Regions from separate parts of the Ovis aries genome. Here region 2 is linked to region 1. A link is a contact called in public Hi-C data. All regions are on one chromosome and are shown on one strand. The core of a region is the stretch at or near the end of the contact, and the rest is flanking DNA. Distances in the headings are between cores, read along the strand shown. Region 1 has its middle 300 kb from the start of KLF6. Region 2 overlaps LOC106991526 (a long non-coding RNA gene).

The links. A called contact is a pair of places that touch in the nucleus more often than the background predicts.
Region 2: a Hi-C map of tail adipose tissue shows a contact between it and region 1, with 2.5 times the contacts expected there. The contact joins two enhancer-like sites. A contact is called at or near these places in 3 of 16 Hi-C or Micro-C datasets (skin fibroblasts and tail adipose tissue).

The regions. Positions count from the first base shown.
Region 1 is chr13:43,880,926-43,884,801 of ARS-UI_Ramb_v3.0, reverse strand. No RefSeq gene overlaps it. Among named protein-coding and RNA genes, the nearest start is that of KLF6, 300 kb to the left of the region's middle. Within about 2 kb of position 2,546, at least 32 of the 54 cell types and tissues checked have an H3K27ac peak or open chromatin away from gene starts, as enhancers often do. A contact at or near this core is called in tail adipose tissue, where this site is marked.
Region 2 is chr13:44,116,203-44,119,942 of ARS-UI_Ramb_v3.0, reverse strand. All of the region lies in intron 1 of LOC106991526 (a long non-coding RNA gene), which reads left to right. Among named protein-coding and RNA genes, the nearest start is that of KLF6, 64 kb to the left of the region's middle. Within about 2 kb of position 2,007, at least 8 of the 54 cell types and tissues checked have an H3K27ac peak or open chromatin away from gene starts, as enhancers often do. A contact at or near this core is called in tail adipose tissue, where this site is marked.

The DNA.
Region 1 (3,876 bases), core at 1,297-3,796:
TCATCTTCAGAGTTTGTCTTATTGTCATGGTTCATTTAGTTATTTTCTTAAAAACTATTAGGTCAGTCTTTAGTGTTCACATTAAAATAACTTGAATTCATTTTATGCCTGTGCTTGCAAACTTTGGGGTGCTGGTTTCTTTATCCCCAGTCAGTGGGTGATTCATACCGGCAATATAGACTGATCTCCAGGTGCTCAGTTTCAAGGGCTGAATGTTTCTACTGTGGCTTTGAGGTCTGGGCCATTACTTAGTCCCAGGGGTAATTCACTGGTTTTCTAGAACCACATCTGCTTCAAGCTATCAGCCAGAAAAGAAAACCAGTCCAAGAAAAAAGTATGAGTGTGATCTGTGAAGATACAGCCATGTACAAGTGTGTATTAAAAGGGCCGCATTTTTCAAGCAATGAGCTTTAAAAGGCACAGAAAGATCCCCTGTCACTTGTAATGAATACTTCCTTCCCCAGAGTGTGGGGTCCTCATTCTGTCCAGCTTGGTTATTTTGCAGGGGATTAAGAAGACTACCATGAACTTGTTCAGGCTATTTTTAAAAGAATTAATAACTATATTTTAAAAGCCCGAATCTTTAACTTTGCTACCAAAATGCAACAGCAGAAGAGGAAATAACACAGGGTAGTGTGAAGAGGTTGACGGGAGCCCATCTGCTCTTGGGCTGGCCCAGGCCGGAGGAGAACAGTGGGAGGGTCATTGTGCCACAGGAAACCACTGCTCCCGCCATCTTTTTACAGCTGGTGATCAGTTCAAGGGTACTGCAGACGGAGCTGTCACTACCCGACTTCACAAATGTAAACGTATCACAGCCTATTTTTAGAGAGGAATTGGCTGTGCTGTTATAATGCTAAAAATTAACCTGCATTAAAATGGAAGTAAACTGCTCCGTGGAATTTAGAGCTCTGCACACACACACACACACACACACACACACACACACACACACACACATTGGCGCACGCACAATGTGCCTTGTTGAAATAACAGTGGAGGTCAAAACATACTCTCAAAATTCTGGAGTCAAAGCACACTCTTACCTCTATGTCCTCCACATTAAATAAAATGTGTTTACAGGTGTGATGGCAGGAACAAACATCTTGATATTTGGAAGAGAAATCTATGACAACCAAACCTTTTTGAGCGGGAAGACCCAAATGCTTTCCTTTTAATTCTTCTTCACCTGCAGAGAGCCAGGGCTGTGAACAAGAGCTGCAGCAAGTCCCCTGGTTTGGGGAAGGGCACGTCTTGCTCTTGTTTGGGCATCAAGAACCCAGCCACCTTCTTTTTCTACTTCTCTGCTTCCCCAGCATCATTCAACACATGTTCTCTGTTTTAGTCATTTTGAGCTGGGCATTAACTGAACTGTCTTTTGTGCTCTGGCAAAGATAATGTATCTGGGTTTCCTTAGTGATATTCTAAACACATTTTTCCTGCGCTCCCATACCGAGTGCATAGTTTTGGAGGAATTCCTGTTGTGTGGGAGGCCAGCTCAGCTCCATTCACACACTCGGGCCCCAGCTGCGGCCCCTGGGCTCAGCCCGATCTTGGTCTCAGCCCCCAGCTGCTCCCCAGCATCTGCGCCAACAACCACAGTGGCCTTTGTGCATCTACTTATTTACTTTATATTTGCGCAGTGTGTTTCAGCACTTTTTGTTTTATCTTCCTTGGAGTAAGTTAAGATTGTGAAAAAAGTTTGCTCCAGGAAAAGGGAGTTCAAAGGCCCACTGGTTCCTTCAACTGCTTAAACAGGGGAGGGGGCAGGAGGTGGGGAAGGAGGGTGGGGAGAAGAGAAAGGAGTGGAAATGAATCAGCACCTTGGGTCATCAGATAAGATGCCCTTCTATTAAAGGATCAAGTCAGGAGACAGGCTAGAGGGAGACTGGCATCAGACAGGGGAGGGGGTGCTGTTATTACTGTCCTTGCTAAAATCTGACTTCATGGGATGACTTTTAAAAATCTCAGTGAAACGGGGTACTGACCTCTCCCGAACAGATGTGCGCAGGAGAGATCTGAGGAGAGAGGAGACCTGAGATGATGTTGACAGCGCTTCTGACCAAGGAAGGTCACTGTGTGACAGTTTCAGGGGGACACCTGCAGCAGGGCTTTGTCAACAGGGTCTCGAATGCAAACGAAATGCAAGCAGTCTCTTTCCGCCAGGAAGTGACACTTGGGGCCGACCCCGAGCAAGGGCACATCTGGAGGACGACTGTTCAGGCGGCGATTGCTTCTCTGGTCCATGACTTCATCTGTCGGGTGTCTGGGAGGGGGCTGGCGAGATCTACTTCAAAGCCTGTATGTCTCTAAGTGTGGCTGGGGGCGCGGACCAGGGGCTGGGCAGTCTTGAAGCGCAGGCGCCAAGCCACCAAAGCCACTATTCTGAGTCTGATTTAACCAAACGCCTGGGGGGAGTGGGGTTCTCAAGTAGCCTAGTGCTTAGAAACCAGTGATATAAATGTTACTCATTGTACGACTGAGGGAGAGACATCACTCACAGGAAGTGATTACAGTTCTTTATCTCCCGGGGCCGCGTCGCTAAGGAAACTCTGACTCAGTGCATGAAAGACAGCCGTCCCTTTGGAGTTCAGGCCAGTTAGTCATGACAGCTCTGGATCCACTGTTATTAATAGTAATCCCGTCCACCAAGTGGACAGTCCTCAGGGCCTGAAAAGAGTCCCACGTGTATAAGCCTGCTTTATTCACATTCGAAGTCAATGTTATCCATCCTCTTTTCTCAGAAAAAGAAATTAGCTGCAGTCTGGTAGGAAAGCAGTCTTCTAGGTTCAAGTTCAAGCCTCATTGCCCTGCTCCCCAATAAATGTTCTGGTTAGATGCACAGGTCTTTAGGCTTCTGTACACAATCCTGCCAATGTGAACCAGCTGCTGTTATGTGACGGGAAAGCGGTGTAGACTGGTGTAAACATGCTGGTGGGGTGCACCTTCACTTCCCTCAATTTTTTAATCAGGAGAGAAATGCTAAGTTGGGCTTGACAGTCACCAAAAAGTTTTCCTGGTTCTGCAGAAGGAACAGTCTTCTGGCACAATTAACTCAGAATAGATCTGTTTCTCTCGGGGCGGAAGTGTTCAGGTTCTAAATCTCATACTTTCATAAGCTACTTTGTTAAAAAAAAAAATCATCTCAGGAATCACTTATTTTCTGGAGATGGCAGTCTTTATTTACACTGGAAAACATGTGGTTTTATGTGGGTTGTCTTTCATTCTTGGTGAGGCGATGAGAAAAGAAAACAAAATTTGTTTAGAGCTGCAGTGAACAAATAATTGGCTGACAGCTAGGTTAACTGTGGAAATCAGAACTTTCCCATGCTATCTGAGGAATGAAAACACATCCTGGTTAGTGATGCTGACCAAGCTTGGAAGGTTAGAGGTGATTCCGTCTCCAGGAATGTGGCCTGGTCTTATTTTAAGAAGGGCCTCTGAGTCATGTGGAGTCATGTTGAAATGTGTGTTGTGTTCTGTAATTTTGAAAAGGAAGCTTGCAGGGAGGAAATGGAACCAGTTCTTCCCCCCCGCCAAAAACTCTGCCCTTTAATGGAAGAAAAGGGCAAGTTGATTCCCACACATCTCACTTGCTCCCTGTGATGCAGGCTCTGATGTCTTTTACCACGGATATAGTCTTAATGTGGTTTGCTGTAACCTTACTTGCTTAGAGTGCTTTAAGTTTGTAACTTGAACTGATCTTACTTAATATTTATCATTAGATGTGGCTGTATGCACTGCTCAGGATCAAATAAAACAGACTAGGGATCACTATGATCTTGACTGATTAGCTATCTGGAGTGATTGCTACAGAGATACATGTACTATTTTTATCAACATAAAATATGAATCATTTTAAGTGAGCTTCAGGTT
Region 2 (3,740 bases), core at 758-3,257, 240 kb before region 1:
CTTTTCAACAGCTCATGAAAACTCTACTTTTATGGTGCAGAATAAAACCCCATCATAATTTTACTTTCTTCTGAGGAAATTCCTGAAATATAAGTTTAAATATTAGAGACAGTGAGACAGAGGCCATTGCTTAAAACCACAATGGAAATTTGACTCATTCTGAAACTTCAAAACTGCAATGCGCTACTAAAAATAATTATTCATCCCTACTGCCTGGCAAGATTTCTTCTTGGATATTCTATACTTGGGAAATGCACTGCAAGTAACTCACCCTTCTTTCAACCCTTGGTTTGCTGTAAGCTATTGAGCCCTGTGTTGACATTAACCACCTCCCAATGCTTTCTTACACATCTCTCCCTGCACCAATCAGAACAGAGGAGGTTTATCTAGGCCATGTGTGCTTATTAAGGATATCATTCATTGAATTAAAAATTAAAAGTGAGCAATTCTGTGATGTGATTGCAGTAATTAAAGTACAAAAGGAAAGGTTGGTGTCACATTTAAAAATGAGCCTTGGAGTAATTGGATAGAGAACTGATAAAAGAACAATCTGCTTACTTTGCTTGTAGAGCTCTTCAAATTAATAAAAGCCAATGTACAGCTGTCTGTCTGAGACAGCTTGTCCTGTCTAGAAGGCCAACAATAAATTATTATTGTTTTTCCCCAATACGTAGGTCCCCATTTTGGTAATACACACTCAGCCTCTCAAAACTTGTCTGCAGCTCAGTAGAAATACAGGTTCGATACAAATGAAGGACAGACACCATTTCTCATGGTGCATGCTGTGCTACTGCTCACCATTTGTCTCAGGAAAAAGTGACATTTTTTTCAGCTTCATTGAAATGTAACTGACAGATAAAAATTGTGTGTATTTAAGGCACATAGCATGATGGTATGGTTTATGTACAAGTTGTGAAATGATTATATTTATTTTATCCTTAAAAAATAAGTAACCCATATGCATAAAGGAATATTAGAAAATATAGTATTGTATTACTGTGATATTATTGTAATAATATTATAATATTTCCAATTGTAATATTGGAAGATACAATATTAGAAAATACAGAACAGCAGGCCAGAAAAGATAATCAAGTATACGTACAGCCCTCTCTTCTGGGAAGAGGTTGTCAATATGCTGTGTACATATACACTATTATATGTGACTTCTTTTACTTATCATATATCCAAGGCCTTTTCTGTGTTTTTGAAGAACCTGGAAAAATATTGAACGAATATGCAATGCTCTATTAAGTGGTTATACCAGCACTTAACTAACAATTGCATTTTTATATTGCTTTTTCCAGTTCTTTAAACTGTAAAGAACAAAGTAGGGGTAACACTGCTATGCCATCCTTCCCCCCTCGCCCCACAAATCCAAATGTTTAAGTCCTAACTTAATACTGTGTCTGTGTTTGGAGTAAGGAAGTAATTTAGATCAAAAATGACAGAATTCCAAATTTAAAAAATCATTATTCTAGAGTTATAAAAAAAAATGCCAGGATATATAGGAGTGCTTGAACATGAACTTAAATTCTCATAAGACTTAGGGAACAACAGTTTAGGAATAAACACAGCTCTCAGATTCAAAGGGATGGCTATGTCCGTCTCTGTCTCACCTTTCATGGTGGTGGCAAACCCATGAGAGAATGAAATCTCAGGACACCCCGTGAGTCTTGGGTTTTGCCCGGTAAAAACAGACTGTGTACGTTTCACCTGCTTTTAATGGCTGAGCTTCAGCTTCCTTCCGTTCTTGAAGTTGCTTCCCTTGTTTAGTGGTCTTTGAGTTACCATCATTACCTTTTCAGTGAGATCAGGTCAGCCTCTCACCTTTGTAACTGGGCAGACTCATGGAATCACTCCAGGAAGTTGGCATCATCCTGCCTTTTGCTGTTTTAGGGCATTATATTGTTTTACTTTATATTCGATTGCTTCTATAATGGCATACACACTCATTCCACAGTGTGTGGGTATTTCCTGGTCACCTGGCTGTCTAGTTGATATCCGGGGAACTGCAGAGGTGAGTAAGACATAATCATTTCCTTCTAGTGGGACACAATATAGGCGGGGAATGAGCTGCAAGTCAACCAAGAATAATGTGCATTCCCATGTATGGTTTCAGACATTCATATGTTTAGAAAAAAGTCATGTCCGACTCTGTGCGACCCCAGAGACGGCAGCCCACCAGGCTCCCCCGTCCCTGGGATTCTCCAGGCAAGAACATGAGTGGGTTGCAACTTCCTTCTCCAATGCGTGAAAGTGAAAAGTGAAAGTGAAGTCGCTCAGTCGTGTCTGACTCTTAGCGACCCCATGGACTGTAGCCCACCAGGCTCCTCCGTCCATGGGATTTTCCAGGCAAGAGTACTGGAGTGGGGTGCCATTGCCTTCTCTGATTTTAGAATCTCCAAATATAATAAATTAAACATGCTTTCTGTGATTTCCTTTCTTTTTAACATATTTATGAAAAGTAACTTGGTCTATAAAATGTTATCAAAGTGAAATTGAATCAAAGACACTTTTTAGTGAATTTTCTTACGAAGTATAAATAGGTTACAGAAAACAAAATAAAAACATAAAGTTAGATTTTGTCAGTTAATATGAGAGAAACTAACAGATCGAGGAGGTCAAATGAAGCTTTTGAAAACTTAGCTTAAAAGTCCTACCAGAAGACAAAAATAGAACTATGGTTTTTTTTTCAAAGAAATATAATTCCTCCTCCCTCCACCTCCTCATTCTCTATTCTTTTTAGAATTCTTATGTTAAGTTTACATAGTTCTCTTTTCAGTGTCATTATTTACAACACTGTCACTGTTTCCATAGTTATGCAGAACGACTGTTTCCATAGCAACACTCTTGGTTTCCTAAACAAATACTATCACAGTGTTAATCTTGTTTCACTGTTATTGTGCAATGTTATTAGATACAAAATTCAAAAAATAATATAAGGAGGATTTGAAGCTAGGTGGGTTGGTTTTATTGTTTAGTGCTTTTGATATTAAATTTCAATTTCATATTAAAATACATATCTGTTTGAAAAATAGTGGGAATTTTGCATAGCAAACATGATACCAATTTTATTCACCAGTTATAAAACACTATAATTTAATAAGAGAGTGTTTCAATATGTGAACAATATACAGGAGTTTACCCATCTTCAGATTAAAGTGACTGTTTTTCAGTTGGCCTGGATAATTCAGCTTCCCTAAATCTCTAAAGTCATTTATAAGTCACCCACAGCAATATTTCCCTTTGCCATTTTTGCATTTTAAGTAATTTCTACCCATTTTTGCCTTTTTATTTTACAGCCCCTCAGGAACAACTATGAAACAGACTTCAAGGGAAATTTATGGCTTCCGTTCTCTTTGATTGAAGCCAAAGAGAAAAGTTAGTAGGTTTTGGATCTTTGCTTTTAAACTGGTTCATCATTACCCTTAACTTCTTCTCTAAGAAGCAAGTCATTTGGACTCTTTCAGAAATGGAACTGTGGCCACCCCCAGCTCCCAGCTTATCCAGTTTGCTTGAGTTGGGTGAATTGTCTGCCTCCTCAGAGAGGGCCTCAGGGCACTTGAAGGAGAAGGTGGCCCATCTGCAGGGTGGAGGAACGGGGAAGGTTGCTCTTGTTTACCCAACTTAAGGGAGCTGCATTAACAGTCCTGTAGCCGCCATGTCCTGTTCAGTTCAGTTTAGTAGCTCAGTCGTGTCCGACGTCCTGTTAGATGTTTGTAAAAGGCTGCTGGGCT